Regions from separate parts of the Mus musculus genome. Here regions 1, 2 and 3 are each linked to region 4. Evidence: chromatin contacts called from public Hi-C and HiChIP or PLAC-seq data. All regions are on one chromosome and are shown on one strand. The core of a region is the stretch at or near the end of the contact, and the rest is flanking DNA. Distances in the headings are between cores, read along the strand shown.

Region 1 (3,179 bases), core at 287-2,786, 690 kb after region 4:
ACAAAGGCTAAAAAACAATGTTAAAATGACTGTTGGAGCAGTCCTGTGACATTGCTATTCAGATCTACAGCCTAGGGTACAATGCAGTGCTTCTTACCCTGTGTATCACAACCCCCCAAAGACCACCGGAAAACACAGATATTTACATTACAATTCATAACAGCAGCAAAATTATGGTTATGAAATAGCAATGAAAATAATGTTATGGCTGGAGGAACCATAATACATGAGGAAGAGTATTAAAGGGTTGTGGCACTAGGAAGGCTGAGAATCACTGAGTTTTGACATTAGGGTTTCCACCTTCAATATCCCTCTACATCGTTGTACAGCTGCATAGCACATATGAAACAAACACATGTACATATAATGGAAACATGTTTTCTGTAGGTGCCCTGCTTTTTCTTGGTTCACAGCACGTGGCGGCTCAAGTCTTTATGGAAATGGTTCCACATCAAATCCACACAGTGAATGTGCAGTGTATTCAAAGCTGTCTAGGCGATGTCTCTTTCTCTTAAGCTTGCTTTTGCCCCTCCCAGCCTCTCCTTCCTGCAGACTGCTTGCTCCATCCTGAAGGACCTGGCATCCAGACGCTAGAAATGATTGTTCTCTACAATGCTAAACACAACCCACATGCCTACCTAGGCTTCCTCTACCTAAAATTCCCACTCATTTGTTGTATTTCTGTTCTACTGATTGCTACCATCAAAATCCCTTGAGTTTCATCTCAAACCTGCCTCAGTCTTCCCAGACACCAAGAGGCAGTGCTTTCTTCTAATGCATGCACCATTGAACTACATACTATTGAACATTTGAGACAGTTTACCACACTGACTCTTTGGCTCCTGTTTTCTCCTCAGACTATGAAGAGTCACCCATCAAATATGCCACAGTAAAGATGGGGACTAAGCCAAGTTGTATTCTGGCGCTACCTAGAAACTACTCTAACTATATTTTCTATAACTTACAAATACATCAAGGGCACGTTTCTTTCTTCCAGTCCTTAAGGCTATAGGGTAGACATGTTTTACCCATGTGTGTGTAGGCATTTTAAGCAAGCATCGAACACACCACCTGCATTTTCACCCTTAGCTTTTATTCTTTATGCTTCTTGTCACCAGCGCATTCCCATGTAGGGTCTGGAGTGTCTGGGGCCCAGGCAGGTCCTGGCATGGCCTTCGGACCCAAAGCCTCTATTAAATAAATAGGTAAACAGAGGCTGTAAAGAACAGGTCCAGTTGAAAGTGGTCTGAATTCTTTACTCTCTCCCTCCAGGAAGCAATTTTGCAGCACTTAATTCAGAGTCCACACCCAGCAAGTGCTTAAACACGTTTTCTTACAGCCATTTCACCTCATTTTATTCCAATAAGGAGGTTTAAAAAGCCATCTCCTTCCCTTCGTCCCTCCACCTCTGCCCTTTCCGTTCCTGTCTTTAATGAGTTTTTAGTGTTTTAGTTAACATTGCAAACCTGATAGTGACACAGAGTCTGAACAGAACAAGCAGAGTGGCTTAGAGGGTGCGGTGCGTGGTTTCTGTTTTGTTAGCTCATACTGCCCTCTTCTGGTCACTGAGCAGATTTAAAACTTGGCTGGGTAGAAAAAACAAAAAACAACCAACACCCCTCCTCTAAACTAAAAAACCAACCTAACTAACTAACTAACTAACTAACTAACTAACTAATTAAAACCATGAAGAAAACTGTGCAAAGAATAAGTGACAGTGTACAGGGAAATAAAATCTTTCCATATGAATAACCATGACATGAAAATATGCAACACCACTGCCTATGTGTGACTAAGTAACATTTTTTGTTGTTGTTGTTATTCTTAAAATCCAAAATACTGCTGTCTTCTCATTTTTGTCTCTTTGTCATTTTTACGTGGGTAAATTCATGCAATCTGTTGAGAAGAACGTCACTGGAATGGCTTAGGGGTTCTCTTCCTTGTTCCAGCTCCCCTGAAAGCTTGTGGGGATAGGGCAGTTTGCTCTGTAACCAGCGGTGTGGTGTCTTGCCTGGGCTCATTAGTTAGGTGAACAGGGTCCAGGAGCCTTCTCAGCTCTCAGCTGTACTTCATCTGCTTGCGGCTGGAGCGATACCTGCTCTGCCTTCCTTATCAAGGATAACAGAAATAGAATGAAGACACAGCCTATGATGTTTATCTACAAATAAACGCACTGTTGTTATTTTTAATTAGTGTGTGTGTGTGCGTGCACGTGTGCATGTCTGAGTGTGTGTATGTGTGTGTGTGCGTGCACGTGTGCGTGTCTGAGTGTGTGTGTGTGTGTGTGTGTGCGTGCACGTGTGCGTGTCTGAGTGTGTGTGTGTGCGTGCACGTGTGCATGTCTGAGTGTGTGTGTGTGTGTCTGAGTGTGTGTGTGTGTGTATGTATGTGTGTGTGTGTGTGTGTGTATGTGTGCGTGCACGTGTGCGTGTCTGTGTGTGTGTGTGTGTGTGTGTGTATGTGTGTGTGTGTGTGTGTGTGTGTGTGTGTGTGTGTGTGTGTGTGTGTAGGTCAGAGAACACCTTGCAAGCATCAGTTCCCTCCTGATATTTGACATTAGGGATATTGAAGGTGGAAACCCTAATGTCAAAACTCATTGATTCTCAGCCTTGCTACTGCCACAACCCTTTAATACTGTTCCTCACGTATTATGGTTCCCCCAGCCATAACCCCCATGTGGGTTCTGTAAATCTAACTTGGGTCATCAGGCTTAGTGGACACCTTTACCCACTGAGCAATTAGTTTGCCCAAGAAGACATTTGCAATACGGATTTTAGGTGTTATAGTTCCCAGTGAAGTTCAGCTTCATTAAAAACCAAACCAAACCAAACCAAAAAAAGAAAAAATCCTTGCTATTTTAAGATAATGAAAGTATGTTGATAGCTATAGATCTAAAACGACAAAATTTCAGCCTTTCCTTTCCTGGAACTCTTTAGGAGAACAAAGACAAATGACTTTCCTGAACGATTTCCAACACAATCTTAGGGAAAGACAGGGTGTTTCCTTAATACTCAGAGAACACTGAAAGCCCAAGAATACTGTTGTAAACACAGACTTAGTGTTGTATTTAATGATAGCTTGTAGTCATCTGATAGATTTTGTATCTTTAAAAGAAAAACAAAACCTCACTGCTGACTGACTGTACACTATGGCTGTGCAGAATGGAGTAACGCACCTTA
Region 2 (2,826 bases), core at 135-2,634, 580 kb after region 4:
AGGGCAGAGACAATCATAAGTGTATCTAGCTCGATGAAATATTTACATTTGCTTTGCACAAAAGGGATAGCCATCTTTCCTCCAAGATAAGAACACAGCCAGAAAGAGCCAACTCCAAAGTTCCTTTGCAAGTTTTAAACTCCACTGATCCCATCGTTAAACAACAAATGCAGTTTTGACAAGAGCATACCACAGTGAGAAATACTGGCGTGGCATGAGGGAAAGAAGCATGCATGCAAAACAGGACTTCGGGTTCCAGTCCCCTTCGCTAACACCTAGGTATTCCAGTTTGGTTTTGGCACGCCCCGCTGGGGTGGGTCAACTGGAATCTGGATCTGTAGGGCGCTGGCGAGGCCTGGGGCCGCGCGCCCACCCTCCCGCAGGCCGAGCAGTCTCCCTTTCCCTCCTGGCCCGGCACTGCGACCCCTGCCTCAGCTCTCCCTTCCTCCTCCCGGCCGGGCCAGCCCGTGGCTCACTTGAGCAAGTCCTTGGATTCAGCCGAAAGCCGGGCCATGTTGGCGGTGGAGAGAGCGGACAGGTGCGGCGGTGGTGGCATCTGGCAGATGGTGCAGGGACAGGGCAGCCCCGCCCAGTGCTGGAAGCCGCTGCCCAATTGTAGCGCGGGCGGCGTGGAGGGCGCCTTGAGCAGTGAGTGGGGAGGACGGATGGTGCCAATGGTCGGCAGGGAGGTCGCGGACAGAGGGGACGAGGCATTGCCAGAGGAGAGCGCGCCGCCCAGGATAGGGTGCACCGGGTGCACAGCGTTGGCTGCGTGTGCCGGGTGGCCGGCCGAATGCCCCACAGTCCCACAGTGGAAGGCCGAGTGGTGTCCCCCGTAGATCTCTCCAACCAACCTCTTCATCTCCTCCAGGGAGCTGGTGAGCATGAGGATGTAGTTTCTGGCCAGAAGCAGAGTGGCGATCTTGGAGAGCTTGCGCACCGAGGGCCCGTGAGCGTAGGGCATGACCTCGCGCAGACCATCCATGGCGAGGTTCAGGTCGTGCATCCTCTTGCGTTCGCGTCCGTTGATCTTCAGCCGCAACTGCTGAAGATCCTGCTCCGACAGCTGCTTCTTGATTTTGTACTTGCTGCTTTCTCCTGCAGCCTTGGCGCCTGCCCTCGAGAGGCTTTCCCCTGGCATCTTCTGGACCATATCGCCCTGTGTGGAGGAGACCGAGTTCAGACGACTCTCCTGATGGTGGTGGTGGTGGCGGTGGTGGTGGTCTCTTAGGTACATCTCATCCATGTCCGGAGATGACGCTCTGCTGGAGACAGAGCTCGAATCAGAATTCATTTTATTACAAGAGATGCGGCCTTATGGTTGAGGAGCCTTTAGGCAGGAAATTAAAGAGAATCTTGAATTAAAAAAAAAAAAAAAAAAAAAGCAAGGTCCAGGAACCCACTTCCCCAGTTGTAAAACCAGAGAAGAAAAGTCAAGGCCCTGCCTTGCCCCGCCTCTCTCTCTCTCCTGGCTTGCTTCGCTATCTCTGGTTTAGCTGTTTCCTGCACTGCACATTGGTGTGTGCCTGAACTAACCTCTTGCAGTAAAAGAGGGGCTTTTATAGCGCTGCAGTGGAGAAAAGAGACAAAAGGAGCCCTCCTATCTATCCTGGGCTGGTTAAGATGACGTGCCATCATCATTCAGGGCGGTGCGCTTTGCTGTCCCAGTTAGCAAGGATTCCTATTCATATTCATTGTGGGGCCGCCCTGGGACACCTCTGCTTGGAACCACAAGGAGCCCCCAGGCACAAAACCCTTTGATTGACACACTCACCGCGGATGCACTGGACTTCTTGTTTTTGTTGTTGTTTTGTTCTTTAAAAACTTTCTTCTGTGCCACTCCCCTCATTCTATTTCTTTTAACCAAATCTTACACTTAAAATGAAGGGAAGGAACAGAAGTTGCCTGGAAGATCAGCCTACGACGTTACTTTGGACTTAGAAGATATGGGTTGTTCTCTATCTAGTTTACAGAAATGTGGGCAAAACAAGGTCTCAATAGAAAGCCGGATACCGGAGCCAAAACGGGGCAGGTTCAACCAGGGAGACTTGGAGACTTTGCTGACTGAAGTTGTTATTCACTGGTACATTTTCTCTAAATTCAGTTAATTTTGTTTATTTGCCCTTTCCGGTAAATTAAAAAAAAAAAAAAAACATGTGCCCATTTGGCAATGCGTTTTTGCCTTTGATGCTACTGTGGAGAAGTCTTCTTTTGCGTTAAAAATAGCGAATTGAAATAATTTTGGTTTTGTACATTTCTTTAACTTCTTAGCTATAGAACTGAGGGAGGAGAGACAAAACCCCCAATGTTATATGAAAATCAATTTAGGAAGAAAATTTGGGGAGAGAAAAGGGTGAAGAAAAATGGGAGAGTTAGGGATTGAAACGAATCTCAAGAGCTCGGTACAGATCTTTGGGGTTCCAGCTTCCCAAATGGGGTAGCTAACTGCCTTCTTCGCCTCAAGTTCCACTGTGTGTTGGGATGGGATGAAGGCAGTCTTTGGCCTCAGGGTGAAAGCTGAGAGCATCCAGAGTTTAGCACCAGACCACCTGGAGCGGCAGCTGAGCAGAGCGGGAGTTCAGGGTAAAATCAAGTGTGTGGTGTGTGTGCGTGTGCATGTGTGTGTGTATGTGTGTGCACAGGACCTGGAGATACCTGTCTGCGGGCTTGTTACAAAGCCGTGGCTCTGAGGATAAACAGACCTGGAGTTTGCTGTGTTCCATAGATGCAAGTTCATAACTGGGCACAGACATCCCTGCTCCCGCCCCCATTCCTTTTCGATGTTTTTGTCAATCAAAAATTGCTCTTTAGCACCAGAGGCAGGAA
Region 3 (3,100 bases), core at 553-3,052, 740 kb after region 4:
CTACCTAAAAGAGAAAACCTCCCAGAGAGAAATACATGTTCTACATCTGCTCACAAGTCATTGAGGATGCGATAGTTCATCTTCTTTATCAGTTTGGCTGGGTTAAAAAAAATGCCTAATGAATGGTAAAAGATTATTTTTTAGTAAGTCTCTGAGGGTGTTTCCAGAGGAAATTAGTGTTTGAGTGCTGATATGTACTGAATAAAGATGACGATTGCTCTCACAACGGGAACTGGTCTTGTTCTTTTAGTTAACAGCTGGGATAGAAAAAAAAGTGGGTGAAGTGGGAGTTTGTTCCTGCAATTTGAGCCCTGAAATCCATTTTTTTCTGTCCTTGGACACCCCAAATATTGGTTTTTAGACCTTCTATCACTGTCTCCCCTGGTTCTCAGGCCTTCAGACCAACCCTGAAGAATGCAGCAGACTGAAGGACCTCCCCTTTCTCTCTGTCAGTAAATAAAGTGTTCACTGCATGGCATGAACCATGTGCTCACATGAAAAGCTGTGGTGTGCACCTGTGATCTCAGTGTTCAGGGGCAGATGATCAGCTTAGTTGAACTGGAAAGCTCCAGGCTCAATTAGAGTCTTATCTCAAAAAATAAGGTGCAACATGGATAAAAAGCCACTCAGTGATGATTTCTGGCCTGCGTGCGAGTGAGTGTGCACTCGAGCACACACACACACACACACACACACACACACACACAGAGAGAGAGAGAGAGAGAGAGAGAGAGAGAGAGAGAGAGAGAGAGCCTGAAGCTTGAATCTGGAGCCTGCTTCAGCAGTTGAGAGCACTGGCTGTTCTTCCAGAGAATTTGGGTTGGAGTCTCAGCATCCACATGGCAGCTAACAATTATCTATAAGTCCAGTTCTGACACTCTCTTCCTGCCTCCATGGACGCTACACACATCCAGAGAACAGACTAAGACTGAAGTACGAAACTCATACCTACATACATAATTGTTTTTTAAATGAGCAGTATATATAACTTACTAGCTTACTACATAAGTCAGTATATATGTATACAAAACATGATATAAGTGTATATATATGTAGGTATATATATATATATATATATATATATATATGTGTGTGTGTGTGTGTGTGTGTGTGTGTGTGTGTATACACACACACTAGTTTTCAACTCTTTAATGATATGCTAGCCATTTCAGTCCTACTGAAGGTCACTAAATGTTCTAACACCTTGTGCTCACAATGAGATTCTCTGAATACAGCTAGAAGGCAGAGAACATCTCCCCCCCCCCCCAACACACACAACAGAAACCTATGAATACCCTGCATTTAGTAGACGTTCATTAATCTTAGAAAAGGTCAGCATCTTGAAGACAATGTAATGGATCAGAGACAGAAAAGCACATCTTTGGAAATCCCCACACACTGTAGACTACTGTGACCTATCTTCTCCATTGCTGTCTTAGGGCTAATGAGCACAGTTACAGAAAAATCAACTATTGAGCAGATTTCTCCTGCTATGATCTTAAACTATATGACATTTCTGAAGAAATCTAAGAAGCTCAATTCCAGTTTCCCAAACCTCTCATCCTTGCCGTACACTCTCCTATGGGAAAAAAAAAATCAGAAACCATTGGATGGAAACACTAATAACGACCTATCATTAAAACTGCTCATCTTTTTGAAGGATGCTTTCTGTTGCAAGCATTACAGAACCTGACTCAACTGAGTTAATCAGTAAGATCATTTTATCAGATCACATGTCAAGATAGGCTGTTGCAGGGCCTCCAAGTTTGGTTTCTCAGTGGCTTTGTGATGTCAAGGGCATAGGTGATTTCCCAACTTTCTTCCCGTGTAGCCTCGGCTGATCAACAGGCTACATCCCTCAGCTCTGGGTAGCACATCCATAGAAGACAACATTCTAGAAAAGAGAGAGCATATCCAAGCCATAGAACAAATTCCCCCTCACATTTGCTTTAGTAAAGACTGGATCACATTCCTGGAGGAATCCATCCTGGCAAGAGGAATGCTATTTCATGTTTGCATGCTCCCTGGATGACCCGAGAAAGGACTTAAGTCTGGTGACTGAATAAAACTTGGAGGATGGGCTTAGACTCAAATTGCTAACCCTCCATTGCAAAAAAGTTTCTCTCATTGCTCTTTCCCTTCTGAAAATTGGATATGAAAGTTGCCAATGTCAAGATGAAATCACTCTGGTCAGACCCAGAATAAACAGAGCTGGGGTTATGAACTATCATAAAGACTTTCTAAAACCCACAAGAAATTCCTTCACAGTGAGCACACTGAGTCGGTGTTTGTCCCAGTTATTTTGCTTATTCTGTACCTATTTCTGTAACAAGGATCATCACAAGAAATTCTACCAAGCTACAAGAAGGACAGATAGACATTTGCCTGGCTATGTTGTTCGCTCAATGTCTTCACTCCCAACTTCTATGACCAGTGAACCTTTGTTTCGTGCAGCTTAAGCACATTTCCCCCTAGGTCTTTAAACAGCCTCCCTCACCCCAGTCTCTCCTGTTGTATCTAAGACGTCTGTGCACATCCCAAATTACCGCCCTTTGCCATTCATTCCTGAATGTACACAGTTTTCCTGAAAGCCACTCCCTCTGTTGGTACTTAACTGTTGACATCCTGAACATAGAGTAGAAATTGATTAATATGTGTTGAATATATAAGTGAAACTTGGCCACTTTTCTTGGCTCTGTCACTAACTAACTGCATAACTTTGAAATATTGATTGAACTTTTAAGGCTTGTTTCCTGTCTACAAAAAAGCAAAAAAGAGAGAGAGAGAATTTAGTATAGCTGGAGGCTAGGTATTGCTGGCTCCCTCCCCTTGACTCCCTGGCAAACAACTAAGGGTACCTAGTCAGCTCTGCTCAGGGTGTGGCTGCAACACTGACAACCTGTGGAACCCTTGATAACAGGAAGTTCTGTGCTGATCTTCCAAGTGGGGCCTGAGCAGGCAGGAGGCCACAAGCCCTCCATTCAGAAATCAGTGTCAGCTGGATGGAGCCAGAAGGGTGGGACTTCTAAGGAATGCTAATCAGGCCCGGTATCCACCCTAGGGACACTCTTGGCCTTCCCACTTCTTAGGTTGCATAGCC
Region 4 (3,127 bases), core at 60-2,559:
GGAACTCTTTAAACCATGCCAAATTATAAACTCTTCCACTCACCACAGTATCTGAGGTAATTTTTTAAAAAAACAAACAAACAAACAAAAAACAAAACAAAAAAAACTGGTTCTTTGGGCAAGATTCTAACAAAGATCACACACATTTGGTGTGTTTCACGGTGCTTTTACTCCAACATATAGTTATTTGACCGTTCAAAGTAGTAAGAGAATGGGAAATTGAAGCCACCAAAACTCGAAGGTGAAATGAGTTGGGGAAGGTCAGGCCGCGCTTTGAAAACTCAAACGAAACTCTGCACACAGCTGGCTGCTTAGCATAAGGGCATTTCTGTACTCCCAAGACTGCACAGAGAACAGAACATCACTTCAGTGGGCCACAGGTGTGTGTTTGCAAAAGCAAAACCTACCCACCTCCTAACTGAAGAGAAGTGATTGAAGCAATTATTCGCAATGGTGGGAGGAAGTGTTTTTCCGAGCCTTGTACTTGGACCCAGGGTCTTCGCTGCCGGATAATGAATAAATCAGCGGAGGATCTCCCGCACAAATACAGTCACTTGCACCAGCACACCCTCAACTAGGAGCGGCCGGCCTGAATAGTCCTGCAACCACTCTTGCCGCTCTCAAGGTGAGGCGTGATGTAAATAGGAAGCTTGCTTCCCGCCCACGAAAAACAAAACAAAACAAAAATCCCCCCCCCCCCCCAACCAAGACAGCCAGGAGAAACCGGCTGGGCAAAGCAACGAGCCGAGCTGCCACTCACCTGCGTTGTAAAAACGGTCCAGCACGGCGGTTTCCCCGAAGTCCAGCTTCCCGAAATGCAGGGTCTCCAGGGTGGCGCCCACCGCCTCGCACGCCTCCCGCAGGCTCTGCAGGGCCTCGCTCTCCGCCACCACCAGCTGCCCCTGGCTCGCCTCATTGATCACATAAGCCACGGTGGTACGCCGGCCGCCCCCGCTGCCAGAGTTGCCCCGGCCTCGGGTGGCGCTGCTCCCGGGGGCGGTGGTAGGGCAGCTGGTGCCGGGAGCCGCCGCGCTCTCCACGTTCCAGAAACTGCCCGGCGGTGGCGGCGGCGGCGGCACAAGCAAGGGCTGCAGGCTCGGCTCTCCCTCCGCCGCCGTCGCCGCTCCTCCTCCCCTCCGGCAGCTGCCGCCCTCCGGGATGGTGCAAAAGCCCACGGACGCAAAGGGCGGCACGGAGAAAGTGATGCCCTCGCCGGCTTCGGTGCCCATCTCTGCCTGCCGGGCTGCCACGGCGGCGACCCCGGAGTCCCCAGCCCAGACGCACCGTCTGGCTAGCCACAGCTCCGGGCTGCTCCGCGCGCGCCGGGCTAGGCAGCTGCCATCGCGCGCCGCGCCTTCACCGCCCCGCCGCCGCCTCCGCTCGGGCGCCCTGTCCCCCGGGGCCACGCCGCTGCCCGGCGGCGGCTCGCCCCTCCTCGGCGCCTCCGTGGCCACGCCGCTCGCCCGCTGCAGGGTGGAGAGTCCACGGGGTGGGGACGCCGGCCGCGGCGAGCGGGAAGGGACAGAGCTTCCTCCTCTTGGCGGGCGGACGAGTCGGCGGCCAACCTGCGCAGCCCGGCTCAAGGGCGCCGCGCTCGGGGAGCCGCGAGCTGTCGCCTGCCGAGCGCGGGCCGGGCGAGGGCGCCCTCTGGGTGCCGGCGCTACCTGGAGAACACCTTACGCGCGGTGGGCGGGCTACCCCGAGCCGCGTCCCGGAACCTCCGTGGCCGCTCCCGAAAGGATCCGCCTCTCTGCTCCGCAACAGCTCCCTTGCACCGACTCCGTCTCCTCCACCACCACCTCCTCCTTCCTTCCTTCCCTTCCTCTTTCACCGGTTCGCCGCGCCCTCCGAGTCCCAGCGACCGTCTCGCAGCCGCCCGTCCTCTCGGCTACCCGCCTGTGGCCGCCCACTCGTTGCAGCACAGAGAGCCAGGGCCCGCCCCTGAGGAGGGCGCTGCTGGGAAGCTGCAGCCTGGACCGAACCCACTGCTCCGGGACCTCAGAGAACTGGGAAAGAGGGCTGAAACCCTGTGCGCGCCTCGCTGCGGGACGGCGCAAAAGAAGAGTCTCTAACCCGCACTGTCCCGGTCAGCCCGCCAGGCGTTTGCAGCGCTGGGCGCAGCCACCGCGCCTCGCTCGTTCTGGTCCGCTCGTGGGCAGCGCGTGGCGCTGGATGCACCGTGGCAACACGCGTGCCGAGAGGCGGGAGGATCCAACAAGCGCCCTACAGCCCAGGCCTCAAATGGAAAGTGGTTTATAAGTGACAGGGGCGCTAAATTTAGAAGTGGTCGGCTAAATTTATCGTGGCAGCCGCTGGTACTTTTCATTGTAAAATTTCCAGTTGCTTACGCTGTTATCGTTAATGAGTAATTGATTGGCTCCATTGCCGAATGACTTAATACTCTCATATATCATCTTAAAGTCACCCCTTCCTCAAAATGCCAGATACCTAAGATAGAAAATGCATGGGAAAATTATCATTCAGAGTTGAAAGAGAGAAGTTAACTTATTTCATTTTTTAAAACTGAACCATACACAAATGAAAAGGCTTGATTGCTTTAGTGTGATCAAAAAGCTCCCGCTTATTTTGGGAAGCAAAACCAGATGTGTAAATTCCCAGAGAACTCTCCCAGAATGCTGTAGGTCATGTCAGGAAAGCCAAGGCAAGCTGCAATACGTAAAGGATTTGGATTTCCTAACTTGAGGTTAGTAAGCCAAAATGTAAGAGGCAAAATGTAAATTGGATGTCAAACTCCCCAAAGCCTTACTTAACACAGTATTAAGTAAGGGGAATCTGGGGGCGAGGGACACATTCAGACCAGAACACTGCCCAATTCTTAAATTGTTACAGTATTTTATTGATAGTTTCCAAATAATAAGGTCCTTTTTGTGACTTTATTGTACTCCCCAAGCAAACTGTAAGTCTGGGAGATTCATCTGTCACTCCAGTTCCTTTAAAACAGTCACCTAGTTCATTTTCTACTGAGTAGCAAGGTAGCTTTCAGTTTATAAGCAGTAAGCACACATCAGCAGGCTGTTTTTACACGTGCTTCTTAAATCTCCCCTGTTAGATGAGTCTGGAGGAAAAAAGCCACCGAGGGTCAACATGAGGACAGATTCCTTCCCCA

The links. A called contact is a pair of places that touch in the nucleus more often than the background predicts. HiChIP or PLAC-seq counts read pairs in DNA pulled down with a chosen protein or histone mark.
Region 1: a contact with region 4 is called in an H3K4me3 HiChIP or PLAC-seq map of forebrain, with 5 times the contacts expected there. The contact joins the enhancer-like site here to the promoter of Map3k5 in region 4. A contact is called at or near these places in 1 of 39 promoter capture datasets (the SN4741 cell line), 3 of 115 datasets of contacts at active chromatin or transcription factors (forebrain, large pre-B cells and pro-B cells) and 1 of 9 other capture datasets (embryonic stem cells).
Region 2: a Hi-C map of embryonic stem cells shows a contact between it and region 4, with 3 times the contacts expected there. The contact joins the promoter of Olig3 here to the promoter of Map3k5 in region 4. A contact is called at or near these places in 5 of 39 promoter capture datasets (cranial neural crest, embryonic stem cells, frontonasal cranial neural crest and 1 more) and 5 of 484 Hi-C or Micro-C datasets (all in embryonic stem cells).
Region 3: a contact with region 4 is called in a FOXA1 HiChIP or PLAC-seq map of pancreatic cancer cells. The contact joins the enhancer-like site here to the promoter of Map3k5 in region 4. A contact is called at or near these places in 6 of 115 datasets of contacts at active chromatin or transcription factors (embryonic forebrain, embryonic stem cells, extraembryonic endoderm stem cells and 3 more).

Annotation. Positions count from the first base shown.
Region 1 is chr10:19,238,563-19,241,741 of GRCm38.p6, reverse strand. The region is part of intron 2 of Gm40607 (a long non-coding RNA gene); the gene reads left to right. Among named protein-coding and RNA genes, the nearest start is that of Gm40607, 3.4 kb to the left of the region's middle. Within about 2 kb of position 1,536, at least 14 of the 459 cell types and tissues checked have an H3K27ac peak or open chromatin away from gene starts, as enhancers often do.
Region 2 is chr10:19,355,097-19,357,922 of GRCm38.p6, reverse strand. It overlaps Olig3 (oligodendrocyte transcription factor 3), which reads right to left and starts at 1,384. Exons shown (of 1, transcript NM_053008.3): 1 at 1-1,384. The coding sequence starts at 1,294. The coding sequence ends at 473.
Region 3 is chr10:19,192,248-19,195,347 of GRCm38.p6, reverse strand. All of the region lies in intron 3 of Gm20139 (predicted gene, 20139), which reads right to left. Among named protein-coding and RNA genes, the nearest start is that of Gm40607, 50 kb to the left of the region's middle. Within about 2 kb of position 1,802, at least 60 of the 459 cell types and tissues checked have an H3K27ac peak or open chromatin away from gene starts, as enhancers often do. A contact at or near this core is called in embryonic stem cells, memory CD8 T cells, pancreatic cancer cells and 1 more, where this site is marked.
Region 4 is chr10:19,932,708-19,935,834 of GRCm38.p6, reverse strand. Map3k5 (mitogen-activated protein kinase kinase kinase 5) reads right to left here and starts at 1,309. Exons shown (of 30, transcript NM_008580.4): 1 at 761-1,309. The coding sequence starts at 1,229.